Regions from separate parts of the Mus musculus genome. Here all the other regions are linked to region 3. Evidence: chromatin contacts called from public HiChIP or PLAC-seq, Micro-C and promoter capture Hi-C data. All regions are on one chromosome and are shown on one strand. Each heading gives the region's core, a stretch centred on a gene start, on an enhancer-like site or on the middle of the called end of the contact. The rest is flanking DNA. Distances are from core to core; before and after follow the strand shown.

What was found. Promoter capture Hi-C pulls out the DNA fragments that hold promoters and counts their contacts. Hi-C and Micro-C count contacts between places; a contact is called where the count stands out from the background. HiChIP or PLAC-seq counts read pairs in DNA pulled down with a chosen protein or histone mark.
Region 1: a contact with region 3 is called in a promoter capture Hi-C map of embryonic stem cells, with 2.9 times the contacts expected there. The contact joins the promoter of Smpd3 here to the promoter of Psmb10 in region 3. A contact is called at or near these places in 6 of 39 promoter capture datasets (cranial neural crest, embryonic stem cells, frontonasal cranial neural crest and 3 more) and 1 of 484 Hi-C or Micro-C datasets (embryonic stem cells).
Region 2: a contact with region 3 is called in an H3K4me3 HiChIP or PLAC-seq map of pro-B cells, with 4 times the contacts expected there. The contact joins the enhancer-like site here to the promoter of Psmb10 in region 3. A contact is called at or near these places in 12 of 39 promoter capture datasets (the C10 cell line, cranial neural crest, embryonic stem cells and 7 more), 1 of 115 datasets of contacts at active chromatin or transcription factors (pro-B cells) and 3 of 9 other capture datasets (adipose tissue, liver and pancreatic islet).
Region 4: a promoter capture Hi-C map of the HPC-7 cell line shows a contact between it and region 3. The contact joins the enhancer-like site here to the promoter of Psmb10 in region 3. A contact is called at or near these places in 14 of 39 promoter capture datasets (the C10 cell line, the HPC-7 cell line, HPC-7-derived erythroid cells and 11 more), 1 of 484 Hi-C or Micro-C datasets (bone marrow-derived macrophages), 5 of 115 datasets of contacts at active chromatin or transcription factors (the SCID.adh cell line, astrocytes, bone marrow-derived macrophages and 2 more) and 5 of 9 other capture datasets (adipose tissue, embryonic stem cells, liver and 2 more).
Region 5: a contact with region 3 is called in a Micro-C map of embryonic stem cells, with 1.9 times the contacts expected there. The contact joins the promoter of Tppp3 here to the promoter of Psmb10 in region 3. A contact is called at or near these places in 2 of 39 promoter capture datasets (cranial neural crest and embryonic stem cells), 1 of 484 Hi-C or Micro-C datasets (embryonic stem cells) and 1 of 115 datasets of contacts at active chromatin or transcription factors (large pre-B cells).
Region 6: an H3K27ac HiChIP or PLAC-seq map of embryonic stem cells shows a contact between it and region 3, with 2.3 times the contacts expected there. The contact joins the promoter of Zdhhc1 here to the promoter of Psmb10 in region 3. A contact is called at or near these places in 5 of 39 promoter capture datasets (cranial neural crest, embryonic stem cells, hematopoietic stem and progenitor cells and 2 more), 1 of 484 Hi-C or Micro-C datasets (embryonic stem cells) and 2 of 115 datasets of contacts at active chromatin or transcription factors (embryonic stem cells and large pre-B cells).

The regions. Positions count from the first base shown.
Region 1 is chr8:106,335,856-106,340,458 of GRCm38.p6, forward strand. Smpd3 (sphingomyelin phosphodiesterase 3, neutral) reads right to left here and starts at 2,110. Exons shown (of 9, transcript NM_021491.4): 1 at 1,957-2,110.
Region 2 is chr8:105,540,831-105,545,269 of GRCm38.p6, forward strand. All of the region lies in intron 1 of Atp6v0d1 (ATPase, H+ transporting, lysosomal V0 subunit D1), which reads right to left. Among named protein-coding and RNA genes, the nearest start is that of Atp6v0d1, 23 kb to the right of the region's middle. Within about 2 kb of position 3,136, at least 69 of the 459 cell types and tissues checked have an H3K27ac peak or open chromatin away from gene starts, as enhancers often do. A contact at or near this core is called in adipose tissue, liver, pre-B cells and 1 more, where this site is marked.
Region 3 is chr8:105,935,589-105,940,111 of GRCm38.p6, forward strand. It overlaps Psmb10 (proteasome (prosome, macropain) subunit, beta type 10), which reads right to left and starts at 2,804. Exons shown (of 8, transcript NM_013640.3): 1 at 2,367-2,804; 2 at 2,091-2,178; 3 at 1,906-2,003; 4 at 1,653-1,793; 5 at 1,278-1,393; 6 at 1,108-1,166; 7 at 408-559; 8 at 140-317. The coding sequence starts at 2,422. The coding sequence ends at 206. Lcat (lecithin cholesterol acyltransferase) reads right to left here. Exons shown (of 6, transcript NM_008490.2): 6 at 3,963-4,523. The coding sequence ends at 3,984.
Region 4 is chr8:105,649,531-105,653,803 of GRCm38.p6, forward strand. The region is part of intron 2 of Ctcf (CCCTC-binding factor); the gene reads left to right. Among named protein-coding and RNA genes, the nearest start is that of Gm5914, 14 kb to the left of the region's middle. Within about 2 kb of position 1,816, at least 11 of the 459 cell types and tissues checked have an H3K27ac peak or open chromatin away from gene starts, as enhancers often do. A contact at or near this core is called in the HPC-7 cell line, bone marrow-derived macrophages and pancreatic islet, where this site is marked.
Region 5 is chr8:105,470,162-105,474,201 of GRCm38.p6, forward strand. It overlaps Tppp3 (tubulin polymerization-promoting protein family member 3), which reads right to left and starts at 1,261. Exons shown (of 4, transcript NM_026481.3): 1 at 1,119-1,261. It overlaps Zdhhc1 (zinc finger, DHHC domain containing 1), which reads right to left. Exons shown (of 14, transcript NM_175160.5): 11 at 3,323-3,405; 12 at 3,045-3,138; 13 at 2,830-2,908; 14 at 2,262-2,720. The coding sequence ends at 2,440.
Region 6 is chr8:105,495,316-105,499,464 of GRCm38.p6, forward strand. Zdhhc1 (zinc finger, DHHC domain containing 1) reads right to left here and starts at 1,747. Exons shown (of 14, transcript NM_175160.5): 1 at 1,495-1,747.

The DNA of each region.
Region 1 (4,603 bases), core at 860-3,359, 400 kb after region 3:
CTTCCCAAATCTTCCTTGGCAGCCAGTGGTTGTGATAAGGTAGGTTTTGGTCATTAGGGCAGCCCCCTACAGCATGATAAGGTGCTCCAGGGAATGAGGACTGATAAAGATTTCAGGGTCAGATTTGGGTGCCCAAAGGGCTAAAGAGGGTGTCACATTCTTGTGAAGTTTCACTGACTGGAATATAGCCAGTCCTTCAGGTTGGACCCGAGGCAGTTTAAAGCTGCCTTCATCCTGAAGTTGAACCTTAGGTCAGCAACTGTGACTTGAGAGTTAAAAGGATAACTGTCTTGCTACCTTCTACATCTAAGCTTGGTTCCTCTTCCTCCTCCTTCTTCCCACCCCTCCCCCAGCCATATGCATAGCCTCACCACAGCAAGGCACACGCGTGAATACTGGAGCATGGACAGACACATTCATCCAGTCACATTTTCACTCACGCTCTGCCCCACACACCACTATCAATAAAAATCACATCTAGCCACAAAACCAAATTTGTCCTAATATAGCTGATAGGGCATGAGGTTGAATGGGTTTAGTCAGCATGCTTCTTCAGATCCCCTCAACTGCAAGGTAGAGTCCCTGGTCATCCCTGTCCTCGTGGTCACAAGTCCTGCCTCTAGTAACCATCAATCCCATCGCATTCTTGGGGCAGGACTGGCAGTGGGGTTGGAAGGTGGGGACAGAGAAGAGTGTATGGCACAGGACCCAGCACAGCACAGCCACCTCCTCCCTCGGGATTTTCCATCCCGGCTCGCGCGGGCCCGCGAGGAGCGAGCGCGCTTTGTCTCTCTCGCTCTCTCTTCTCCTAGCACGTTTCCGTGGAAGCTACCCGTGCCGCGCCCGAAGCCCCCCTTCCTCAGCCGCGCCCCTCGCGCAGTCCAGCCCTGCACGCCTGCCAGTGCCGCCACCGCCGCTTTGTCCTCCCGTGGATGCCTGGGCAGAGCGCGAAAGCCGGGCACCTGAGAGCAACCCCTGCTCGCAGGGTACCAGATCTCGGCGTCCAGATCTGGAGCGCGCTCGGCATGCAGCGGAGCATCCCTCCAGGATCCGCGAACGCGGAGGAGCTGCGGGTTGCTGGAGAGGGAGACCACTGGGTCCTTTCCCTCAGGTGCCCATCTAGACTCTTAGCCGTGGTGCTGGAGCTCTAATTCCCGGGGTGTGGCGGAGCAAGAGAGATGATCTCCACTCTCTACTGCCTGGGACCTGGATCTAGGTGGAGAGGGCCTGGGAAATAAGATCCAGGTAGGGAGGGGTACCTCAGACTCTCACTTCTACCCACCTCCCACACCCAGGCTATTCAGACCTTAGGTGCGGCTCCATCACAGAAGACCCAAGCATCCATCAGTGCTTGGAGCAGGGTGGGGAGGAGTCCTGCAGCCCTTCACTTTCTCCATTCCCAAAAACAAATATCCCACAAAGAACCCAACTGTGAGCAAGTCATAAGGGGAGAGCCTGGATGTAAAGGAGGGCAAAGGGAAGGGTCTCCCTAACAACTCGAAACCTAGGAGAGTCTAAGAGGAGGGGAGGTGTCTCATCAGTCACATCCCAATCCCTGTTTGCAGCCTGTTTGCAGCCTCGAGCTGGGGTGTTGTAAGGAAGGGTCCCTCTATCTCCAAACCTCTCATCCCAGAACAGTCCCTCCATCCTCAACAACCCAAGCAGCCTTGACTTTAGGCGCAGGAAAAGGGAGACTCCAAGCCTTTTTCACGCTCTCCTACGAGAGACCAGAGAGGGTCTTCCAGCCCTTCATCCCTTACACTCAAGAAGCTCTTTCACCATACGACAAAACCCAGCCGAGGTTGCTCCGACCTCAGGCCCTGGGCCACGAAGAGGCCCGCAGTCAGTCCCTCCAGCTCCACGGACAGATGGTGTTAAGTGCGGCGAGGACACGTCCCATCAACTCCCCAGGCCCCCCTCTCCTCAATAAAACAAAAGCAAGTCCTTAGCACCCACCTCAGGTGGCGCACAGGAGGGCGCTCGGTGCGGGGCAGCGCACGCGGCGCCTCCCAGCTCCTCGCGACCGGGGCTTCCTAGAGACGGCTCTCGCGGCGGCGATGGTTACAGCGACCGCGGCTCTGGCATCCGGAGCCTCCCTCGGACTCAGCACCTGGAGCGGCGAACAGCTCCGCGCCTCATTCCGCTGACCCCGCCTCCCGCGAGCTGCTCTGGCCAATGGAGACGCAGGATCCGCCCAGGAGGTTGCCTATTGGGAGGTTCCGGTCCCTCCGTTGGGACCTCGCCCCCAGAGACCGCCCAAGTGTTTGCTCTGCCTGCTGGAACATGTAGTCTCTTAGGGCTGTGGAGTGGGCTCGTGCCGCGGGCTTGTAAACAAATGGACTACATTTCCCAGAGTGCATTGAGGAGCCCTAGGCGCGGAGGAGGGTGGGAGGACTGTTTCCATAGCAAACTCAGCCCCTTGGGGAATGGGGGATGGGGAAGTGGGGCAGGCCTTGGGACCCTTGCAAGACCACATGTGATCTGTGGTTAGCGTCTTGGAAGACGGATTCGGTTATCTTTTTCTCTCTGTTTCTACTTGAGGACCCTGGGCCTCAGTTTCCCTGTCTAGGAAGAAAGGTAACGAGACGGCCTCGCTGCAACACTCGGTGGAGCCAATCGAGAGCGAGACGCTTTGGTTCCTCCCCACCAGAGATAAAGGATACTGGAGGAGACCTTCACACCTCAATCTGAACTTTTATATTTTTTCCTTAATTCTGACACTGAAGGTTTGTTTGTTTTTTTTGTTTTGTTTTGTTTTTTTGTTTTTTTTTTTTTGTTTTTTTTCTTCTGGCCACATTCCTTGCGCCACTAGGACCTTTCCTTCTTGTCCCCACATTTTTGCAGTCTCTCCTTCAGTACTTTCTGGTAGAGTGAGCTGCTTCTGCCTAAAACCTTTCACAGGCTTCCTCGGGCCTCTGGGATCAAATCCACTTTTCACAGCAAAGCTGGAAAGTCCCTTGAGAATTGGACTCCACTCTCGTTTGCATCGTTCTGAACTTTGGAAACTGGCAAGCCTTGAGTACTGATTTTTCTCTCTTCCTCTGATCCCCTCCATCATGCCGTCCTCCAACTCCTCAACATCCTTTAAGCCCCAGTTTAAATGTTGCCTTGATGTGTGACGACTTCCTTGATGTTCTGCCGAGTGTTGCACATCTTCTGTGTCTGTCAGCCTCTACTTCCCCTATTTGATTTGCATGTTTACACACCCAGCTTCCTCATGAAACTAAACTTATAAAGCAGAGGCAAGTCCTGTATTATTCATATTTATAGTTCCGTGTCTACAACCTCTGACATACAGGAGGCACTCAACAAATGCTGAGATTTACCTATAGTTATTGAAAATGAACAGCGGTTTATCTGATTTCAGCATACACCTTCAAAAAATGTTTATTTTCTAAGGTGTTTCCCACTCCTAAAGATGTTCACTAGAAGGATGCTACTGGTTGAAAAAAAAAAGTTTAAATGCCATTCATACTTTTAGGATTGGTTGGGATTTTGTCTGAATGTCCCAGGGTCTTTCTACTACTGTGGTTCTAGAGAAATATATTTGTGCCTGCTATTCCTGTCAATTCCCCCACTAAATGTCACCAGTTCCTCTATTTTAGCTGTTGGCCCTACTTTCTATGTCTAAATGCCTGCCTCCCACTCCCTTTCTGGGAAGATCTTCTCTCACCTGTCAGTCATGAAATAAGATGCTGGCTGGCCTTTAAACCTTCTGCTCAGCATCATAGGACTCCACAGTGATTTCCTGCCTTGCTAGGTAGCATTTTTTCCTCCTGAATCCCCAGGAAAGATTCTGATACTGACTAGATGTCTCATTAATTCCATCCATAGTTTGTTTGTCATCGTCCTAGAAGTTTAGGGTGTATGAAAACACAACCATTCTGGAAAGAATGCCTTCATGTGCATAGTTGATTCACACTGGGAAAGGAAGTAACTGGAAAGACTACTATTCCAAACAGAGCCTGAAAGAAAGGAAGCCTGCTATCCCGGTACAGAACAAAGGCTAGGGCAGAGGATGAATAAAATGTTAGTTCTTCCCTAACAGGACCTCGAGTAAGCCTCGCAGAGGGGCTTTGATCTTGGCTAAATCATGGAGGAAGGCCACTGGGGCTGACTTAATAGACACAGCCTCATTACTAAGGATGAGTTACTCATTACTGCCAGGAGCACAGGGAAATGGGATGTGTTGAAGCTCAGTATCCAAGTCTGTGGATACAGTGAGAGCAAAGGCTGTTGGGAGAACAGAACTATGCCATACAGTGGACATCCACAGAAGCCTAGCGAAGAAACCCACCAAAAGCCGGAGGTGAAGCCCTTGGAGGTCAGTTGAGCCCTTTGAAAGTATCGCTAGGGCAGGAAATTAGATTGACAGAGCACCTACCTACCTGTACACGGCCTTTTGTCTGACTCCGAGTATTGCCCCTCCCACAAAAGTTATGCTAATTTTCAGGAAATGGTACCAAACAGGAAAAAAGTTAAGGTTCCTGGATTCTCCCAGAACCCCCGTGGGTACTTAAATAAAATCTGCTAGAGTCGAGAAGCCAGGTCCTAATCCTGATTTTTATCTCTGATTAGATGTGTGACCCTGGGCTGGACCTGT
Region 2 (4,439 bases), core at 1,886-4,385, 390 kb before region 3:
CCAACTGTCTTGCCTCCCATCTCATCATTGTTGTTATAAAAATACATGCCACCACACCCAGCTTTTTACAGATTCTGGGAGTCTAAACTACAGAGCCATCAACCTAGTTCATTCATTCCTTCATTCTTTCATTCGAGACAAGATCTCCCTATGGAGCCTGGCTGGCCTTGAACTCACAGAGATGTCCCTGACTCTGTCTCTCAAGTGTAGGATTAAAAGTATGTCCCACTATACCCAGCCTCTTTGAAACATAATCTTGTCATGTAGCACAAGTTGGCCTGGAACTCACTATGTAGACCAGGTTGGCCTCAAACTTTTTCAATCCTCTTGCCTCAGCCTTTCCAGTGCTGGTATTGAGATCACAGGCTCTAACCCCCATCATCAGCTTTGACACTTCTTAAAAAGTTACATCTATATGTGTGTGGAGGTGGGTGTGAGCATGCAGGTGCCCACACATGTTCCCAACATGCAGTGTCACTGCGTGCCTATGGAGATCAGAGGACTCCTACAGAAATGTGTTCCCTCCTTCCACCACATGAGCTTCAGGTACTGCACTCAGGCTTGGTAGCAAGTGCCTTTGCCTGTTGAGAGTGGTCTTCTTAAAACACAAGAAGAAGCCAGGCGTGGTGGCGAATGCCTTTAATCCCGGCACTCGGGAGGCAGAGGCAGGCAGATTTCTGAGTTCGAGGCCAGCCTGGTCTACAAAGTGAGTTCCAGGACAGCCAGAGCTATACAGAGAAACCCTGTCTTGAAAACACACACACACACACACACACACACACACACACACACACACACACACACCACACACACACACACACACACACACACACACACACAAAGAATTATTTGTGCTCTAAAAATTACTATAGAATAAAAAGAAAAAAAAACAGGAGAAGATAAGTGATGATGGCTGGAAAATTACTCCTGCGTTATTATATGAGGGCCACTATGGTCTCAAAGGAAATACTAAAGCCAGTGACAGGTAGGTAGGAAGGAGATGAAGGATGCCCCAGGTGTTCTTGAGGCCCAGAGGGTGACACCAGCTGGATCTGCTCAGAGAGAATGAAAGGTACAACAGATAACTCGTCCATAGACTTCAGGCACCTCTCTGATGCCCCTCATACTCTATCACATGAAGAATGCCTCAGCAGTGTGTGGCATTGAGGCATACAACTTCAATCCCAGTACTCAGAAGGCAGAAGCAGGAGGATGTCTGTGGGTTCAAGCCAGCCAGTTCTACATAGGCAGTTTCAGGCCAGCCAGAGCAACATAACTAGACCCTGTCTCAACCCAAACAAATGAACAACCACCATAATAAAGAATGCTCAACTTGCAGTCAAGTATGTAAAAGGAGATGGATTAGCACATGTTGCTGAATGTGGGGAACGTGTATAAACGTGCTGGAATAGATACTTTCCACCTATATGCCTTGGGGTTTCCACCTATATGCCTTGGGGGGTGGGGGCTGGTGATAAACAGAATTTATATCATCTGTGGCTCCTAGGCACTAATAGGGTGCACCTTAGCTTGAGGAGGATCCAATGTGTTCGTGCCAACTTGGCCACTTTCATCTACTTTTCTCCCATGGCCATCCTAAAGATGATAAAAAAGAGAAGGCAAAGCAAGTTAAAAGAAGCCATCTGGCTTTTAGTGATATGTGCACATCTTCCAATGTCTCTAACCCAGGCATCTGCAATGACTCTGATAAGGGGTTCTGTTCTTTCTTATTCTCACAATCTGGCTACTTTGAGAGTAAGGCATGGGTAACAGGAGGTATTCAACTCAGAAATACTTGGATTATTGTAGTAATTCAGATGGGTTTTTCAAGGAAAAAAAATCTAATTATATTGATGGCTATTGCTATAACAGTCTATAACAGTCTATTGCCTGCATTTCTACCTCCACATTGTAATAACCTTGAGACTAGACAAGTGCACAATCTTTGTAAAAGAAACATGGAAGAGAGGTTTTAGGTCAGCTGGCGGAAAGCTTACCTAGCATATACGAAGTCCTGGGTTCATTTCCTAACACTGTACAAACCCAGGTGTGATGACACATACCTATAATACTAGCATTTGGAGGCAGAAGTAGTTCAGTTGCTCAAGGCCATCTTAGGCTATAAGACCCTGTCTTGATAAAGAAAAGAAAAACAGAACTAGGGGGTGGGGTACAGACAGGACAATACTTTATCTTAGAACACTTGTCTAGTAGTTCCTTACAGCCATGCTGCTTCATAAGTCTGCCAGCTTTTCTGAATTACTTTGAGAAGCATAACTTTCTTCTTTTCTCCTCCCTTATTTAAGCATATTTTTCTTAACATACTGGGCTTCACTCCTCTAATGCCCCATTTCCCACCATGGAGCTCTGTATGCTGCCAAATGGCTGACCTCCACAATGGTTTAACTCAAACTGCATGGCTGTTTTTCCTTTTCCATTCTCCTCCTCCAGGCAGCTACTGAGATTTACAACTTGCTTGCCCTGGGGTTTTTCTTTGAAACTCTTATAAAATTGTCCTCTTAAATAAACTTTGGCTTCACTTGACTTTCAAAAAGAAAAAAGGAAAAAGAAAGATTATTAATGCCTCTGAAATGGTTTTTGTGGGTATGAAACAAATGGTTAAAAATATGAGCTATCCCACCTAATAAGTACTGAAATGAAGCAGACTTCATTTACCATGTCATAGTCGTGTCCTGATTTATATATTTGTATCTACCAGCAAACATGTTGCTACCGGAGCCTGAGGGACCAACATGAACAAGGGGTTTTGGTCCAGGGCCACCAAGTTCTCAAACGTTTACTACAAGAAGTTCTAGAGCTGACAGCAGCTAGGCCAAACTGTCTGTTTATCCATGCAGTCATAGCAGTCAGCCTAAAATTCTCTTCAGGTCAAAAGACTTCCTCTTCAGCTCCCTAGAGATCAAGACAGGCACAGGAAGGCTCCAGAGTAAAACTCAGTCCTCTGACTGGAGTGCCTCCTGTCACTGGCCCCATCAGTTCCCAGGGTAGCAAGCCCACTACCCTACTGGATCCCCTGATCCTTCATTCCTAAAGCATTGAGGATCCAGGCCCCTGCACACTCTGTCCTTCTAAGCCCTGGCACATGCTCTGGGAAGATTCCCGAGGCAAGCTATCAACTCCCACTGGGGATCCTGAAGATAAGCTCTCCAACAGCATGACACTTCCTCTATCCCAGACTTTGCCTTACATCACAAAACTTCTCTCTCAGAAGACTAGCTCAGCAACTTCCCCAACTGCCAAATACTTTCTCTTTAACAACCAGATAGTCTTCATCAAATACCTGGTACTCCAGTGAGAGTTTTCACCTCAGAAGGCCTGGACATACACAGGCTATGCAATGGTCTCCTTCCCATGCCAGGAGCAATCTTTGTGCTGGACCTCTCAGACATGTCAATTTCAAAGGCTTATCAATTAAAAGCCAGAACCTTGTCCAGAGTCTCACAGTCAAGAGTATAGAGAGGCTAGGATATCAGGCAGGCCTGGTGGGACTCTGTCAGTCCCCACCTCGGCTGTCTTTTGTTCTCTGAGCCTCCTTGAACACATTGGTAGAGCAGACCTTTTAGGTATAGAACCAGCTGTCCAAACAGCCTTTAAAGCCAGAAGAGTTGACCACTGGCTTGCAGACCACCTGGACACTCACTGCCCACTTGTCAATAGTAGGCATAGGCCCACACTCTCATGACTCAGTGACAAATCCCACTAGCATCACTTTTGACATCAACCATTACTAAAGAAGGTAGGAAAATATGCTTGGGGTTGAGCAGAACAAAGCTAGAATGCTCCTTTGTACAGCCCCACCCCTGGGACTTCACACAAGCTTCAGAGCAGACACCCCTGTGCTTCCATTGCTGCATTCTGCTGACACTGCATCGGGAGAAGCCACGGCTCTGAGCACTGCTGGAATGCAGGCGGCTGGGTGGTTTCTGCTGGAGTTTGTCAGATCAGAGCAAACCCGGGAGACTCTACTGAGAATCCTGCCCAAGGCTGGAAGAGTCTGCCTTACCAGGAAACTCATTTTTAAAAGCCCCCAGAGACAATGTCAAAGGGCCAGTTCCAGACCACTTTCTCTGGCTAAGACCCACATTTCCCTGTGACCAAGGGAAAAGGGACAGCCTGCCAGCCAAGGCAACTGGAGGGAGGGAGACAGGCTGATTCCTTAGCTCGCCCACGAGGGGACCACACAGGGCTTCTAAACCAGTTCTGACCCTGTTGGAGAAACCTGGCGCCCAGAAACAGTGGCTGGCAACCCTAAGCCCTTCAGACAGGCCTGGCCAGGGCTAGGACAAGCTGGGTTAGAATTCTCTCTCCTCAGCTTCCTGCTATTTCTGAAGGTTGTGGAGGAGGGGATGTGACTGGGAATAGAATCCAAGCATTAGGAGAGGCCTGGAACTTATAGATGCCTAGTGGGAGACTTAGCC
Region 3 (4,523 bases), core at 1,554-4,053:
TTCTGCACGGATAGATCCCTGAGGTGAGGAGGAGGAGGACCTCAGGCCAAGAACTGGGTCTGTCGTCCTTAGGTGAATACCTCAGCCACAAAACTCCTACAGATGCTTGGCTCACTCCTCTCAAGAAAGACACAGCCTTCTGTTTAAGTGTTTGTGTTTCCCGGATTTATTCACCCTCATTCCAAACTCTACATCTCAGGCCACTTCATTCCACCTCCATGGCCTGCACAGTTTCCTCAAGAAGTTCCAGGGTCAGGGGTCTCACTTCCCGGGTCAGGACAGGTGTGGTTCCAGGAGCAAATCGGTAACGGCCAGCTCTAGAAGGGAGGAGGGCCAGCCTTTTAGAATGCAGCCTGTCCATGCACACGTGTGAACACACACAGAGCCCTCCCTTCCTGTGCTCTTACCTCTGCACAGGCTCGGTGGGGGTGCTCAATGCTCTCTGCAGCTTGGCACCCCCTGCAGTGATCACACAGGCATCCACATTGCCCCCAGAGCCCAGGTCACTCAGGATCCCTGCTGTGATGGCTTCCACCAACAGCTCTTGCGCAGCCTCCAGCTGGGTAGTGGAAATGAGGTTAAATGGACCTAGTGTTACCACACTCTAACCAGGGGACTTGTTAATCTTGAAGTCTAGACAATTTGCTCTTTATGTAAGCTCAACCTCCTTTCTCTCCATCCATTGAAAATTCCAGTCCCTTGGCTTCTGACCCCCTCTCCTCCAAAACTGTGTGCCCTCCACTCACTGTCCTCTGTACAAACTTCTCAGTGTTGCTTACATGTACCCCCCCCCAAGTTGTCTTCCCACCCAGTCTGTCACGTGTTTCTCTCTGGGCCTTAGTTATCTCTGAAGCACATAGTCACTTACTTCTATCCCACTCCCAAGTCCAATCTCAAACATCATTTACCTCTTCCTTCAGTAATGATCCGTTGTGAGCTTCTGCTTCTCTCTGTGGTCTAAGCTTGGTTCCTGACTGGCCCTCCCATCTTCAACTTTACTCAGTCCCTACTCAGTTGTCCCCTTCACACCTACAAGCCTTTCTTATTTCTATACTTGGCTAGGGTTTTTCAGCACTCCCCGCCAGTGAGCATGAAGAAGTCGCTCACCGTCATGTTTGGCTGGAACCGGTCTTCCAACAGTGCCACGGCTGCACCCTGACCAGAGCCTGCAGGTGGGAAGGGGCATCCGAAGTCAGTTGTTAGCTGCGGAGGTACAAACCTTGAAGGTGGGGTTGCAGGAGCAGGATTCGTGTGATTTAAAGGGTGGAAGAGCTCACCAAGGGCAGTAAAGGGCAGACGGCTGTAGGAACCATGTGGGTGCACCTCGTAGAGCTGAGGTCCGTTCAAATCAACCCCGCCCACGACCAGTGATGCCCCCACGTGGCCTTGGTACCTGTGGAGGAGCAGGCAGGGTTAATGTTAGCAGACAGGCCCCGCCCATTACACTGCCTTTTGGTCTGAGTCCCACCCCTTCCTTTGGCCTGGCGTCCTGCAATTGACGCTGCCTCTTCCGGAACTCAGCTTGGTCTGTCTTCTTCCGGTCTCCCTGCAGGTCGCAGCCCCGCTCCCCCCCACTCCACGTCCCGCCTCCTGTCAACTCCACCCACCTGCAGATACCCCGTTTAGGGGTCATCTTAGCCCCACTTGCTCACCGGAAAAGCGTCTGGCGCAGGATACGGGTGACCGTGGCCACCCGAGGCTCACGGCCGGTGGACAGCGCATGTAGTTCCATCTTGGAAGCTGCCATCCGCGTAGTCATCTCAGTGTCCGCAGCTACTCCAGCCCCACAGCAGCTAAGGGACAAAGGGATGGTGGATGTGGACAGGGACGTGCAGGGACAAAGTAGGGAGTGAGCGACAGTGCAGCTTATGTTTGAATATGGGGACTGGTCCGGGGCATACTGACTAGATTTTAGGGGCGATGAAGTGGATCTTCTCGCAGCTTTTGTCCGCCACAACCGAATCGTTAGTGGCCCGCGTGTCCGCTCCCAGGATGACTCCATCCTGCAGAGGCAGAGCCCAGCCTTAATGCCCACCTGATCTCCGCAGTGGCTGCCCTTCTAGCCCTCCAGCCCTTATCACCCCGCTTACTCGGAACACAAGCCCCGCGATGGTAGTCCCGGTCTTGCGTGCATGAGGAACCCGAAGTCCCGGAAGGACGTGTTCCAAGGACGCATTCCTGGAAACATTGGGGTGACTCGCGTTTCAGTTCTGCATCAAGGGAGGGTCCCTGAACCGGTCCCCAAACCCATTTCTACTCATCTCCTGGCTTAAGCCCCTACTTGGTCACCCAACATAGGGTTCCCCCACTCCACCAATAAAACAAGGCACCAGCAGTTCGTGACTAGAACTCCACTCCCCTTTCACCTCTGGCAGTTCTCGAAAGAGAAGCCTCCTGTGGGTTCCACTGCCTGCTTCAGCATCTCGCAGGAAGGCCAAGTGAGAATGCGGGGGTCTCGATGAGTGGATCAGCCAGGGGGAGCAGAGGCGTCTGTCCTGGCTTCTGTGGGGTTTTTCCGGACGCTTCCTACTTTCGCTTTCACCCCCACCCTAGTTCAGAGGCTGTTGGCTGCTGTGTGCATCTTCTCTTTCACTTTCGTCTTTGCTGCTAGTCCCAGATAACTTGAGGAAGGGGCTATTACACTCCTTGCCAGACCTATGGTGCGCCTTAGATCCTCCATTCCCATCTCTGCTGACACCCCCTGAGCACTGCAGGCACATACATGTATTCAGGTAAAACACTCACACACATAACCCCTTAAAAGTAAGTAGAAATGAAGCCCTTGCAGGCTTAGTTATGTGTGTGAGTGAATGTGGTATGTGCATGCCACATGCCCACCAAGGTCAGAAGAGGGCATCAGATTCCCTGGAACTGAAGTTACAGATGATCATGAGCCACCATGTGGGCGTGCCACCACGTGGGCGTTGGGAACCAAACTCAGGTCCTCTCCAAGTGCAAAAAAATGCTCTTAACTTCTGAGTGCTTGCTCTCTCTCTCTCTCTAATGTCTCACATTAAATCTTCTTTAGATGAACTGTCTTTTCTTCAGATCCTAAACTTTTTTTTTGGGGGGGGGGGGCGCTTGAAAAACTGTTTTTCAGTGTAGTTGAGTGTAGCCCTGTCTGCCCTGGAATAAGCTCTGTAGACAAGGTTGGCCTGGATGAGAAGATTAAAGGCATGTGTACCACCACGTGGCCCTAATTTTTTAATTTTTTTATGGCTTATTTTATGTGCGTTGGTGTTTTGCCTGCATGTCTGTGTGAGGTGTCAGCTCCCCTAAAACTGGAGTTACAGACACTTGTGAGCAGCCATGTGGGTGCTGGGTATTGAACCAGGGTCCTCTGGAAAAACAGCTTCTTTCAACAGACGCTGAGCCATCTCTCTAGCCCCATTTATTTGTTTGTTTTTTCGAGACAGGTTTTCTCTGTATAGCTCCGGCTGTCATGGAATCCAAGTTCTTACATTAACAATCCCCAGCCCCAATATCTTAAATTCTATTTATTTGTTTGTGTTTTGGGGACAGAATCTCTGTGGTCTTGGCTGTCCTGGAACTGTGTGTATCAGAGTGGCCTACAGAGATCTGCCTGCCTCTGCCTCCCAAGTGTTGAGTTGAAGGCGTGCACCACCATGCTTTATTATAAATTTCTGTATCCAACCAGAACTCAAAAGTCGACTTCAAATCCTATTTCTCTGTGTCCCCATTCTAACAGCCATATACCCAGATCTGAATATTGTCCTGGGCCCCTAAGAAGGAAGCCACAGAGCAAGCTTCCTGAGCAGCTCAACTAGGACAATGAAAATCTATTTACATATCTCAAAGTCAGTCCAGTCTGGGGCCTTAGCAAAGCCCACTGAACCCCGTGTTCCCCTAAGCCCAGATCAAGCATGCATCAGCCAGGTGATGCAGGTTATCTAAGGAACCTAGTAGTGCCTTCCCCTTAACCCATAACAAACACCCTGCACTTATTTATAACAGCTAGGTCTTTATTCAGGGGGTGGGGGACTTGGGCTGGCAGCTGGCGACTTAGGAGTGCGGTAGGCACCCAGTAGGATGGCATTGATATGCTCCAGTGTCTTATTGCTGAAGACCATGTTGAGGTGATCTGTCTCGTTCATGGGCAGCAAATGTACGGGCTGCGACTGGCGGCCCTGCCACTGGCCACAGAGCTCAGTGCTGCGGGTGGCTACGGTGTCGTCCCCATCTTCATAGAGTGCAGCCACGGGGTCTTTGTAGGGGAAGTTGTGGTCATAGATGTAGGTGTGGGGTGTGGGTCTGCCCACACCGTAGAGACAATATACTTCTACACCAGGTGCGGGGAGGCGCTCCAGTAGGTCACGAGACTGAAGAAACATGTGCCAGCCTTCTTCAAAATGCAGATCTGTGAAAAAACGCTCAAAGTCTTGGACGGTGTAGTTGAAGTTTGGTGTGGAAATGAACACATGGTCTTCAGGCCACACGTGAGGGGCTGGGAGCATCCAGGGGGAAGTCGTGGTTATGCGCTGCTCCTCTTTCAGCTTTATGTT
Region 4 (4,273 bases), core at 566-3,065, 290 kb before region 3:
GGATTTGAACTTCGGACCTTTGGAAGAGCAGTCAGGTGCTCTTACCCACTGAGCCATCTCACCAGCCCACACACTTAGAATTCTAACCCAGGTAGCGTTCTTTTTTTTTTTTTTTTTTTTTTTTTAAATAAAAAAAATACATGTAATTTTAAGCTTGTGTGATAGCACACACTTGTAATCTTAACACTCTTTGGAGGCTGAGGTAGAAGATTCACAAGCAGCTTGGCCATAATGAAATATCTCTTTAAAAAAAAGAAAGGAGGGAAGAAAAAGCAAAAGAAAGAAGAGAAAAATTGCCAGGTGTAGAGGCAAAAGACCAGCCTGGTATACAGATGGAGTTCCAGGACAGCCAAGGTGACGACACAGAGCACTTAAAGTCTTTTTTAGAAAAATACCTGGAAGCTGGGATAGGCAGAGGCAGGTGGATCTCTGAATTTGAGGTCAGCCTGGTGTACAGGGTGAGTTTTAGGACAGCCAAAGATACACAGAGAGATGCTGTCTTGAAAAACAAAACAAAAGATCTGCAAAGTAAATTGAGTTACACGAGCTGCTCAGAGGCAAGAGGCAGGAAAGACTTAAAAGTTTCAAGACTAGCCTGATTTACGTAGTAAGTTGCAAATCAAAGTATCTGCCTCGTTTTCTGCCTTATGTTGATATCTCATGGTTCATATTGACCTTTGTTCAGTGACCTTCATGTTAGACTTTCATAATTGTTGCTTTAAAAAAAATTTTTTTTTTTTTTTTTTTTTTTTTTTTTTGGTTTTTCGAGACAGGGTTTCTCTGTATAGCCCTGGCTGTCCTGGAACTCACTTTGTAGACCAGGCTAGCCTCGAACTCAGAAATCTGCCTGCCTCTGCCTCCCGAGTGCTGGGACTAAAGGTGTGCGCCACGCCTGGCTCAAAAAAAAATTTGTTTTAAGCCAGTAAAAACTTGGTGCTACTGTTCCCTCCTTTTATTACTTTCCTGTTTTCTTTCCTTGGTTTCTTGTAGCCTCAGGCTGGCCTTGAGCTCCAGTCTTTCTGCCTCTATCTTCTGAGTGCTGAGGTTGGAGGCACTTTGCATGGTTTATATGGTTCTGAGATTCAAACCCAGTGTTTAGTATCTATCAAACCAAGTCCTCTCTACTGATTGAACTACTTGAGGGCTCCTTTGTCTTCTTGAGACAGGGTCTTAAGTGGGCAGCTCCAGTTGGCTTGATATATATAGGATATCCCCAGCTGAGGCTACCTACTTTTATTTTTTTCAGAGCTGAGGACCAATCCCAGGGCCTTGCACTTGCTAGGCAAGCACTCTACCACTGAGCTAGATCCCAATTGACTTTTGTTTGTTTGCATAGTGTATATATTATGCCTGGCTTGCTACCATAGGTTTATAATCTGAGCTACTTGAGAGGCTAAGGCAGGATCATAAGTTGGTCAGTCAACTGGAGTCTGTTTTACAAACAAAGTCACAACTTTTTGTTTAACATTCTATCTGTTTTCTGTAACAAATAATTAAGACTGTCTTGTTAATCATTCTCTCCATGCTAGGCAGGCACTTTGTCACTGGGCACCTTATATTCCCAGTTCATGAAGGACTTTTGTTGTTATTGTTGTTTACAGTGTAAATTTATAATAAGAATGAATTTCTCATATAAGCTGTGAAGCAGACGTTACAATATATGGTACATATAGGACTTTTGAGCTAGGGTTTCATACAGCTTAGATTGGCTTCCAGCTTTGTGGCCAGTGATGGCCCTGGCTCCAGATCCTGCTGCCCTTGTCTCCTGAGTGCTCGCCCCACCACCTCACAGGCCTTACTTCCTGTTGTGAGGCGAGCACTCACATATCCCTGGCTGCTCTGGAACACTATGTAGATCAGGATGACCTCAGCATTCTCAGCAGTCCTCTCTTTCTGCCTTTCATGTGCAGTTACAGGCATGTACCATGAAACCCAGGTTTTTGCTCTCCTCAGCATCTCTATGTATATTGATCGTGTGCCTCTTGTCGCCTGAGTGCTGGGATTAAAGGAATATGCCACTATATCTAGCCAAACCCAGTTTTATCTTATCAGTAACAGATTGTTGAAAATATAACTTTTCTCCCAATGACTAAATGCTGCAGTGATGAATATGAAGTATTTGTTTTGATAGTTTCCTAGGAACAATTGAATACATTTAACTACATTATCTTACATGCTACACTACTAAGATTTATGTAGTCAAAAATTAATACCTGGGCATGTGATTGCAAATTTGATGGTGCTGGTTTGATTTGCTGGGTGGCCAGCTTTTTTACATAGGTTCTGTGAATTAGACTCTGGGTCCTCACATGTGTGACCAATGTTTTACTTAGCTATTTCCCTACCTGTTTTACTTGTTATTTTGTTTTTGCAATACTAGAGACCAAACCCGGGACATCAAAAGTACTTGGCTCCCAACTCTACCTCCCAATTTGATTTCTTACAAAACTAAAACATATGTATATTCTGATAAGTATGTATACCTGAGTATATGTATATACGTGTGCCACAAATGTGCAGCAGTCATGTTTCTTTAAAGAATTCTTTTTTTCTCTCTTTTTCAAGACAGGGCTTCTCTGTGTAGCCTTGGCTGTCCTGGAACTCACTTTGTAGACCAAGCTGGTCTCTATCGAAATCAGAGATCCGCCTGCCTCTGCCTCCCAAGAGCTGGGATTAAAGGCGTGCACCACCACGCCTGGCTCTTTAAAGAAGTCTTAATCTCCCCTTTGGTATTTAATCAGTCACCAATTCTTATAGAAACTTAGGAATTTATCCAAAAAGACATTTTCAGGGGGGACTTTTAAGATTTTTTATTAGAATTTTAGGCAATTAAGGCATGCACAAACAGAGGGTAGTGATGCCCATATTTGTTCTTAGTATTTGGGAGGCAGAGGCAGGGTCTACAAAACAAGTTTCAGGACAGCCAGGGTTACACAGAGAAAACTTGTCTCAAAACAAACAAACAAAAAAGGCATGTTAGTGCTACAGTTCACCTAAATGCCTAAAACGCTCTTTGTCATCTTGGATGGTGGCCTTTAAGGTCCCAGAAGCCTGCCGCCATACAGTAGTTCTCTTATCTTTAAAGAAATCTGTGGAGTAGGTACCATTATTTTTTTACAGAAAGAGAAACTGAGGCAAAGAAGATAATATACTGTAGATCTCCTTGCTTATTGGTAGAAAAAACAAGAATTGGAATTCTGGTGTGTGTTTTGTTATTCTTGGTTTGTGTGTTTGTGCACTCATGAGCACATTTACAGTGGCATGGGTATGTTAGCAGATAACTTGCAGGTATTGGTTGTCTCTACCTAGGGAATCCAGAGTGTTGGATTCAGGTTGTCATGTCTGCCGACTAAAGCAAAGCCATCTCACTAGCACCAAGGTTTTGGTTCTTAATGACTAATTCTGTTTATTCTTACCCTTGGGGGGAACTACCTACTGCTCAGCAATCAAGAATACTGAACTGACAGGACAAGGTGGCACACAAAGTCCCAGCGCTGGGGAGGGGATTCACTTGACCAGTGGATCTGAGTTCGAGGCCAGCCTGATCTACAGAGTGAGTTCCAGGATAGCCAGGGATACAGAGGAAAACAAAACCAAAAATGAGTACTTAACTGCTCTTGCAGAGGACCTAGCTTCAGTTCCTAGCACCTACTAGGTGGAACATAACTGTCTGTAAATACTGTGTCAGGGAATCTGATGCTCTCTTCTGATTTCCTATGGCTCCTGAGTGCAAGACACACACACACACACAAAATATTAAAATAAAAAAATACACTACAATATTTTTCTAATATTAGTGGTTAACAAATCTGATCCCTTTACTCTTTTGTTTTTTGTTTTGTTTTTAGAGACAGTATTTCTCTATGAATCCCTGGCTGTCCTGGAACTTGCTCTGCAGAGCAGACAAGCCTCTAATTCAGAGATTCACCTGCCTCTGCCTCCCAAGTGTGCAAAGGAGCATGCACTGTCTTTATCAGGAGTTTCCATGACCACCTATTAATGGAACCTTTGTCAAAGGTACTTGGAAATTTTGTGTCAGTTTTGAACATGTGCAGCACTCAGCTAATCATGGCACTTAACTATCCCGGGCTTTCCTTTCTTCACGTTATCAGTTACTAATTTCACTGCAACATGACAAACATTGGAAAGTAACTGTTAGACAGCTATAGCCAGTGCTGCCACACTACTTCTATTTCTTTCTTTACTAGTGAGGTTCCAAATATTTTTTCTTTATCTCCCATTTGAGGGTTTTGTTAGATTTGGTATACAGGAT
Region 5 (4,040 bases), core at 11-2,510, 470 kb before region 3:
AAGTCCCTCTCCAAATCAAACCCTGTGTACACTGCATCCATTTTGCATCCTTTTAACTCACATCCTGAAGACCCCAACCACAGTCACTAGCTGGACTCTGCACCCTTACAAAGGCCCCCTGGCCATACCCTTGGAGCATTCCCGTTCATCCATATAGCTACAGCTTCTGACACAGCCCTGCCTTGAAATCTCCCAGTCTATGCAGTAACACTTCCATACTTCCATGCAAAGCATTGAACACCCACCACCACACACGCGCAGAGTTCCCTGACCACACCCTCAGCACTCTCTCTTTACTCATATGCTAAAGCTATTGACACAGACCTGACCTAAAGCCCCTCAGAGTCTAACCAGCACTGGCATCGCCAGGCATCATGTTAAGACATACCACCATCACCACACCCACTGCAGCCTCCTGTTCTCAGCCACCATCTTTACCTTGCCTCTTAGGGGAAAAAAAAAAAAGTGTCCAATGACCACAACCTGGCCCCCGAACAACTTCCTCTTCTTCCATTACTAGTTGGTCCACACTGAAAGGCCTTTTCTGGTGACCACACCTACTCATCCATAAGTTGCAATTTTTAAGACTCAGAAACCCAGAGATTGCACTCTGCAGGGACCTCTGTGGGTCTGTAAATGGGGTCCGCCACACCCTTTGCCTCTCCCAAAGATGTCAACCCGCCCGGGGACCCAAAGCCCTGTACTTGAACACCACAGGTAAATGTGTCCAGGGGAGTTTGGGGTGCTACATGATGCTCTTCTCAAGGAAATGGGAGGATCCTGAGGCTACTGCTCACTCCTGTCTATGGGAAGATGAATTTGGGGGCTGTTGATGTGGAACAGAATCACAGCAGCTGCTCTGGGGTCCTCAGACCCTGGGCACAGTGTTCATGCCTCTGAACTGAATCCGCTCGTCAGCTCCTGCTGGGACAGCTGCAGTCATCAATCAGCCTGGCAAGAAGGTGGGGGCAGGAGTGTGTGTGGAACCCTTGGGGCCAGGGCCGGGGTGTTCAGCTGATAGGCTCAGCTCAGTACCATCTGAGGTTGGTTCAGGCTGCTCCCACCCACCCCTCCTTTTGGGGGATACGAATTAGGGTGGTCGATGTTCAGTCTCCTACCGGCTTCTACCGCTTGGCTGCTCCTGAGCGTGCCTTCGGACAGGACCCAGGAACTGATGCTGGAGACCAGGAGGCTCCACAGCTCCGCTCCCTGCCGGCTCCCGGGCGGGACTGCAGCCCGGGCGGCTCCGTAGTATTATCCCCTGTTTCTCGGTCACCATAGAGACAGTGAGTCCCACCCCCTAGGCTGTCTCGGCGGGAGAGTGACCAAGGTCACGCTAGCTCCTCCCACCAGACCCCGCCCTATGTGCTCTGTGGGCGCTGGGCCCGCAGAATTGCAGCGACAGCCTTATCCTGCTCCTCCCCTTCAACCGCGGTCCTCAAGCGGTCAGAGCTGCCCTCTGCAGTCCTGGATGTCCTAAGATAGGAACTCCCATGGCCAATGGGAAAACAGCCCCCCCCCAAATTCCATTGTCCCCAACCCTCAAGGGACTGCTGAAAGAATCCACCTGAGATTGTCTAGGAGCTGAACTGAAGAAGGGGATCCCGCCCCTCATTGACAAGGATCTACAGCTGGCTCCAAGACCACAGCTGCCGCTAACCCTGTGGCATTCACTCATTCCTAGGTTCTCAGCAGGCCACATTCTGAAGCACTAGAAGACTGAGACAATCAGTGGATCACGCATTCTTACCCACCCCACCCCCCCAAATGCTGGGTACTTTTGTGGCAGCAATTCCTAAATTTCGGAGAATGGCTGCCTCCTCCCATTCTCGTCTCCCCGCCTCACAGCTTCTTGTTCCAATGCGCCTCCCTAGCCTGCTTCCTCTTCAGTTTCCAACTGCAAATACTAAATAAAAAACTAAATAAAAATACTAAATATTAATTGATTAATTAATTAATTAATAAACCTTGCTGGGTGGGTGTGGTAGCACAAGCCTGCAATCTGGGGATTCGGGAGACTGAAGCAGTAGATTCAAATTTTCGAGGCTACCCTGGGAAATGGGAGAAGGGACAGAGGAGAGTGGTAGTTCTTGAACAAGACCCCATGTTTTTGATTCCCAACACTTAAAAGAAAAACCCTGTCCAGAGACCTTTCCTAACCCGCCCCTCTTTCTCTGCCCCAAGCTAGCAATGGTGGTCCTGCTTCTGTGAGATCCATGGATTTTTCCACTATGAAAATAAGCATTAAGTCCGCAAAAGCATTAAAAAAAAAAAAAAGTTTATTGGGGCATCAGGGCTGGTGGAGCGGATATTGCTGAGTCTTGGGTAAGGAAGGCCGATCCTGTCGACCTTGAGGTCCCTAAAGTGCACTCGTTACGCGAATGTGGGGTGTTGCATAGAGTCAAGGCCCTCCTGCCTCTAGTCCTTAGCCTTAGTGGGCTAAGGCAGGCCGTCGCCGCCTCCAGGTGTTCCGGGCTCGCCACTGCTCGGGCTCACAAAAACAGCAGGCGAACGTGCCTGTAGAGCCAGCCCAGACTCTCGACCCCTGGCTCCTGGGGCACCCAGTGCGGCACTGCCCAGGCGCGTCTGGGCCACTGGAATCTCTTCCATGGACTCAGCTGATGCCGAGTAGTAGGCGCCTGCAGAGCCACCAGCATGCACTGGGCTGGCACTGGTGGAATCAGATGAAGAGCTGGAGCGGCGGCTAGGAGTCCCAGTCTCTGCGCACAGAGGGGGACTTAGATTGAGATAAGGGCTGCAGCTAGGGCTTTAAAACCTTTCCCTCCCACGAACTAATCCAATAGGATCCAAGCAGAGAGCGGCGCTCACCCCGTAACCTGGGCAGTGGGAGCTCTCGGTCCAAGACCCCAGACCTGGGCAATCTATACACTCGCCGCTTCCTCTTTTTCTGTAAAGACAGAGGGAAGTGTGGGCTGCTTCTCCAGACCCCACTTTGCCGAAAGCAGCAGAGGCGCTCATCAGAGTGCAGGCTTCTTTTCCATGTCCCTCTTCTTGGGCAGAGGTCCAAACCCAGTCCCTCCTACCTGGGGTTGGATCCGTGGAGGCAGAGCCAGTGTGTCTGAGGAGGAGGGTAGTGGTGGTTCCACTTGGCCTTGGGTGGCAAGAAACTGGGAAGGACTGAGGTAAAAGCCAGAGAGCAAACTCTAGATGCTGCCCCGGAGTCCCTCCTGCTAGAGGTTCCCTTCCTAGCAGGACAGAGACTAATCCATCCAAGACTGTGCTGAGCTGGTCCCAGACCCATGTTTTGACCCTGGCCTACCCTTTCTCCCACCTCCGATGGGAACAGCCAGGTGACACTTACTTGGCATTTAATGCTGCTGTCCTAGCCTGGCCAGAGGGCTCTGGACGCACATGGCTGAAGGTCCTCATGTAGAACTCCATCTCCTTGGGAGAGAGGGGTCAGGAAGGCTAAGAGACTATGTGTAGATCCAGAGGCTCTTCAGCCCCGAGCACACCTTGTTACTGCCCTCTCTGATAGCTGAGTGGTCTCATGTCCCAGAGGTTAGGGGTGGCTTCCTGGTTCTCAGATGTGCTGGGAGAGCCCTTCCAAGGCAAGGCTTCACACACGCATTTCTAAATCCTACCTCATCACAAGGACTTGCTTTATCTAGTCAAGCTGCAGCTATTCTACCAGGGGGAAGCTGCAGGCCCTTACGCCCAGTATGCCTAGACTGTAGCTTAACCAAGAGGTTCACAGGGACGAGACAACCGTGTTGCCCTCACCTGCCCGACTCCTCTTAGGGCTCCAGCCACTGAACTAACTTGTTCAGGGGCCAGGAAACCACAAAGCTATTCACAGGCCAGCTTGTGCGCTCCAGGCTGTGAACACCCCCCCTTGTGGAGGGGGGTCTGCAGCATATTGCGTGCACCTCAGTGTACCAGCCATAGTTTTTTGGCTGCTGGGAAGGAGAATCTGAGTACAGTCATTGTTATGTGTATTCCCCAAAAGGAAAGAGTACAGGTGACGGAACAGTGCTGCAGCCCAGAACCGTGAAGGAGTGATGACAGCAGAAGGAACC
Region 6 (4,149 bases), core at 497-2,996, 440 kb before region 3:
CTCAAAGGCCTCTCTGGTCTTTGGTCTCAGATAATGCGGCTGGGCCTTTACTCTCTCTCTCTCATAAACAATATGCTGAAGTCAGTTGCTATGGCAAGAGAAACTTGAAATGGTTCCTGAGTTGACATGCTGCGCAAACATTTCCATATTGTTCTCCTCCGCAGCAGCCACCACAAACACTGGGATACAAGTCCAGGAAGAGTAACAGAGGGCAGCAGGGACCAGAAACCAAATCAAGGGAAGGAGGCAAGGGTTGCTGACTTCTAACCAGGAAATCAACTGGTGATTGTAGGAGCCAGCCTCGGGGAACACCCACCAAGAAAAGTCATTAAGAACAAAGGGTGACAGAACAAAGTAAGAAAAACAATAGGGGGAGAAAAATCTAGGCTAATTAAACACCACAGCTGCTTTTATTACATCTCCTGGTGATTATCTGTATACAGCTGGTCTCCCACAACCAAAACATCAGCTCCACAAAAGGAGTGACCACCCTCATCTAACCTAGCTCGCCCTTGGTAAAGGAAGTGAAGCCACCCACTTCTTACCAGCTCTGCTACCCTAAGATCACTGAGCCCTTATGCTGTTTCCATAATAACAGCCGTTGCTGCCACTTAGAAGGCACTTATTCTACGCCAGGCGCTGCTTGAAGCGCTTACACAGAAATTCACTTAATTCAATACTCTGAGGTAGCCCTATGATTTCAAACTGTTCCCACAGATCTCTAGTCCTTGGTCTCATATGTGGCCTCCCCCATCCACCCCACCTCCACGATCCCCTGTTACTTTGTCTCATGACACGTGACACGAGAACATGACAACAACACTCCGTATGCACAGATGAGGACCGGGAGAGATTTGTGGGTTCCAGGAGGCTCGGCTACACTCGCTGCACTATGGTAATCTTCAAATGATTTCTGCTCAGCAGACAGAGAGGATAAAGCCCTTTTGAAAATTTGAAACTCATTAAACGCTTCAGGGACTCCCTTCACGTTCTGGGATAAAAGTTGAAAACCCTCACTTTAGGAACTACCCTAGCATTTCCGTCCCATACTATACTAATGCTCTGCTACCTGGACTTTTTTGTTCGCTTTTCCCTCTTTCAGAAACACCCTTCCCCTAGTCGCAATTCCGGCTCCTTCCCAGCCTCCGTGTTTAAGCATCACCTTTAGGGCCCACCCGAACCCTTAATGAGACCTGAAATTACTCTAGTCACGTGTCTGGCGCCTGTTTCCCCAACCCATCACTTAATTCTCTGTGGGTTGCGAAGGCTGAAGGCTCGGAGGCCCGACGCATGGCACATTGCCTGGCGATCGGTGGGCGCTCAGTGCGGATCTATGGCCCTGATTAATGATAAAAGGAAGTCCCGCGCTCCACTGGGTCGGCGAAACCCAGCAGCAGGCCGAGACAGGCCCAGAGTCCCGCCAGGCACCGGCGCAGCGCGGGCCGGTGGCTCAGGCCAAGCTCGGAGGTGAGAAACGCTGCAGCCGCTCCTCACCTGCGCGTGGTGGCAGCCGCGCCAGATGCGGCCTGCCAAGGTCAGCCAGCGGCTCGGCCCCGCCCTGCCCGTCCACCCTCCCCAGGGCGGCCGCACTTCAGACCGTCCGGGCAAAGTCGGTCCCCCGGACACGGAGGAGACGCGTCCCGGAGCGCGGCTCCATCCCGGACGGAGGTTGGGCCTCAGAGTCCTTCCGCCTTAGCAAGGACCCGCTGGCAGTGCAGCCGTGCCAGGCCAAGGCAGGCTGGGCCTTGCCCGGCGCGGGGCCCGTTCCCCTGGCAACAGCGCGAACTACGGCGCCCCACAGCGGCCAAACCGCGCTGCGTCACTTCGCAGGAGCATCGTGGCTCTGGGCGGAGTTTGCCAAGTGCCCCCTGACTCTAAAGCATGCCCACTCTCATTTTCCCCCATAACCTTTCACAGGGAAAATACACTCTCTTCCACCTCCCATCTACAATTTGTCTTCCAAGAATCCTACTCTCCTCAAAACGTGTCATGTATCTAGTTTCTCCTCTAAATCACTCTTGGGAAGACCCCAACTAATCTAGGGTTTTTGCTCATTTTCTTTTATTTTAAATTGTGTGTGAGTGTGTGTACATGTGCGCGCACGTGTGCATGTGTGTATTAGAAACAGGGTCACATGCTGGCCTCAAATTTGCGATTCTCCCACCTTTGCCTCCCAAATTTGCTGGAATTCTAGTAAAGATATGGCTGCTGCACTCTCAAAGTATGTGTTAAGTGCCAGGCACATCATGAGGAGCACTCAGGGATTCCTGCCCTTGAAGGAAATAACAGGTTGAAGGAGACAGACCTAAACAAATGCCTTACCCAACTGAAAATGTGAGCAACTACAATGTAAGGTGTGAAGTATAAGAATTTAGTATTGATAACACAAAATGTCTAATTTTTTTCTTCAAATGTTTTGTTTTTTGTTTTGGGGGGTTTTATTGTTTTTGTTTAGGGGTGTGATGGGGATTGAGACAGAGTAGTAGCCCTGGCTGACCTGAAACTCACTATGTAAACCAGGCTGGCCTCAAACTCACAGATCTGCCTGCCTCAGGCTCCAGAGTGTTAGAATTGAAGCATGTGCCACCACATGCTTTTTTTAAGAAAAGATTTATTTGAGGGGAGCTGAAGAGATGGATCATAGGTTAAGAGTAATGGCTGTTCCTCCAGAGGTCCTGAGTTCAATTCCCAGCAACTGCATAGGGGGTGGGGTGGGGTGTTCATAACCATTTATAATGGGATGTGATTCCCTCTCCTAGTGATATATATATATCACTCATATATATAAAATAAATAAACAAACCTTTAGAAAAAGATTTATTTGTGGGTCAGGGGGAGTCAGAGAGATGGCTCAGCAGTTAAGAGCACTAAGCACTCTTCCAAAGGACCCAGGTTCAAACCCTAGCACATGTATGACAGCTCACAACTGTCTGTAACTCCAAGATCTGACACTCTCACACAGACACACATGCAGGCAAAACACCAATGCACATTTTTTTTTTAAAGATTTATTTATTTATTATATGTAAGTACACTGTAGCTGTCTTCAGACACTCCAGAAGAGGGAGTCAGATCTTGTTACAGATGGTTGTGAGCCACCATGTGGTTGCTGGGATTTGAACTCCTGACCTTCGGAAGAGCAGTCGGGTGCTCTTACCCACTGAGCCATCTCACCAGCCCACCAATGCACATTTTAAAAAATTAAAATAAAAAGACTTGTTTGGGGGCCAGGAATGACAGCTCATGCCTTTGATCCCAGCACTCTGGAGGCAGAAGCAAGAGGATCTCTGTGAGTTTAAGTCCAACCTGGTCTATATAGTGAGTTTCAAGCCACTCAGGGCTATGTAGTTAGATTCTGTCTGGAAAAAGACAATTATTATTATTACTATTTATTATATGTGTTTGTGTCTGTACTCCATGGAGCCAAAGATGTCAGGGCCTGTTGGAGCTGGAATTACAGGTGATTGTGCTGGGTGCTGGGAGCCAAACACAAGTCCTCTACAAAAGAAATACAGGCTGCTGACCACTGAGCCATTGCTCCAGCCCCAAAAGATCTAAATTCTTTATTGCCCTTAAATCAAGCATAATTCCTTTTAGAAGCTCCCATCTTCAAATTCAATATAGGTCTCCTCCACTAGACTCTCTCGTCCCAGATTACTCCAAAGGACTTAGAAACACACACACACACACACACACACACACACACACACACACACACACACCACACTCTCCTGTCAGGATTCCTCTCTGCTACTGCCCCAGGCTACAGAGATTTTCTAGTTAGAACTCTGGGGGCCCCTTCTGGAACTTCTAGGGGACAGAACCTCTCTCTCTCTCTCTCTCCCCTTAGCCTGGCAGCACTCATATTACTCCTAGCACTGGAAGGCAGAGGCAGGGAGATCTCTGTGAGGTTGAAGCCAGCCTGGTCTACATAGTGAGACCCAGGACAGTTTTGAAAGCTCTAAAATGGTAAGTTCCTGGGGTAGCTACCCCACACTGGGCAGATAGGAACAGAAAGTGTATCTATCACTACAAATATGTAAGTCACATGTGTGAAGTAAATGTGACATAATTCTGCTCTGTCACATGCCAATCTGGGTCCTTATGCAAGTTAACCTCTCTATAATTTAAATTCTTGCTTTTAGGACT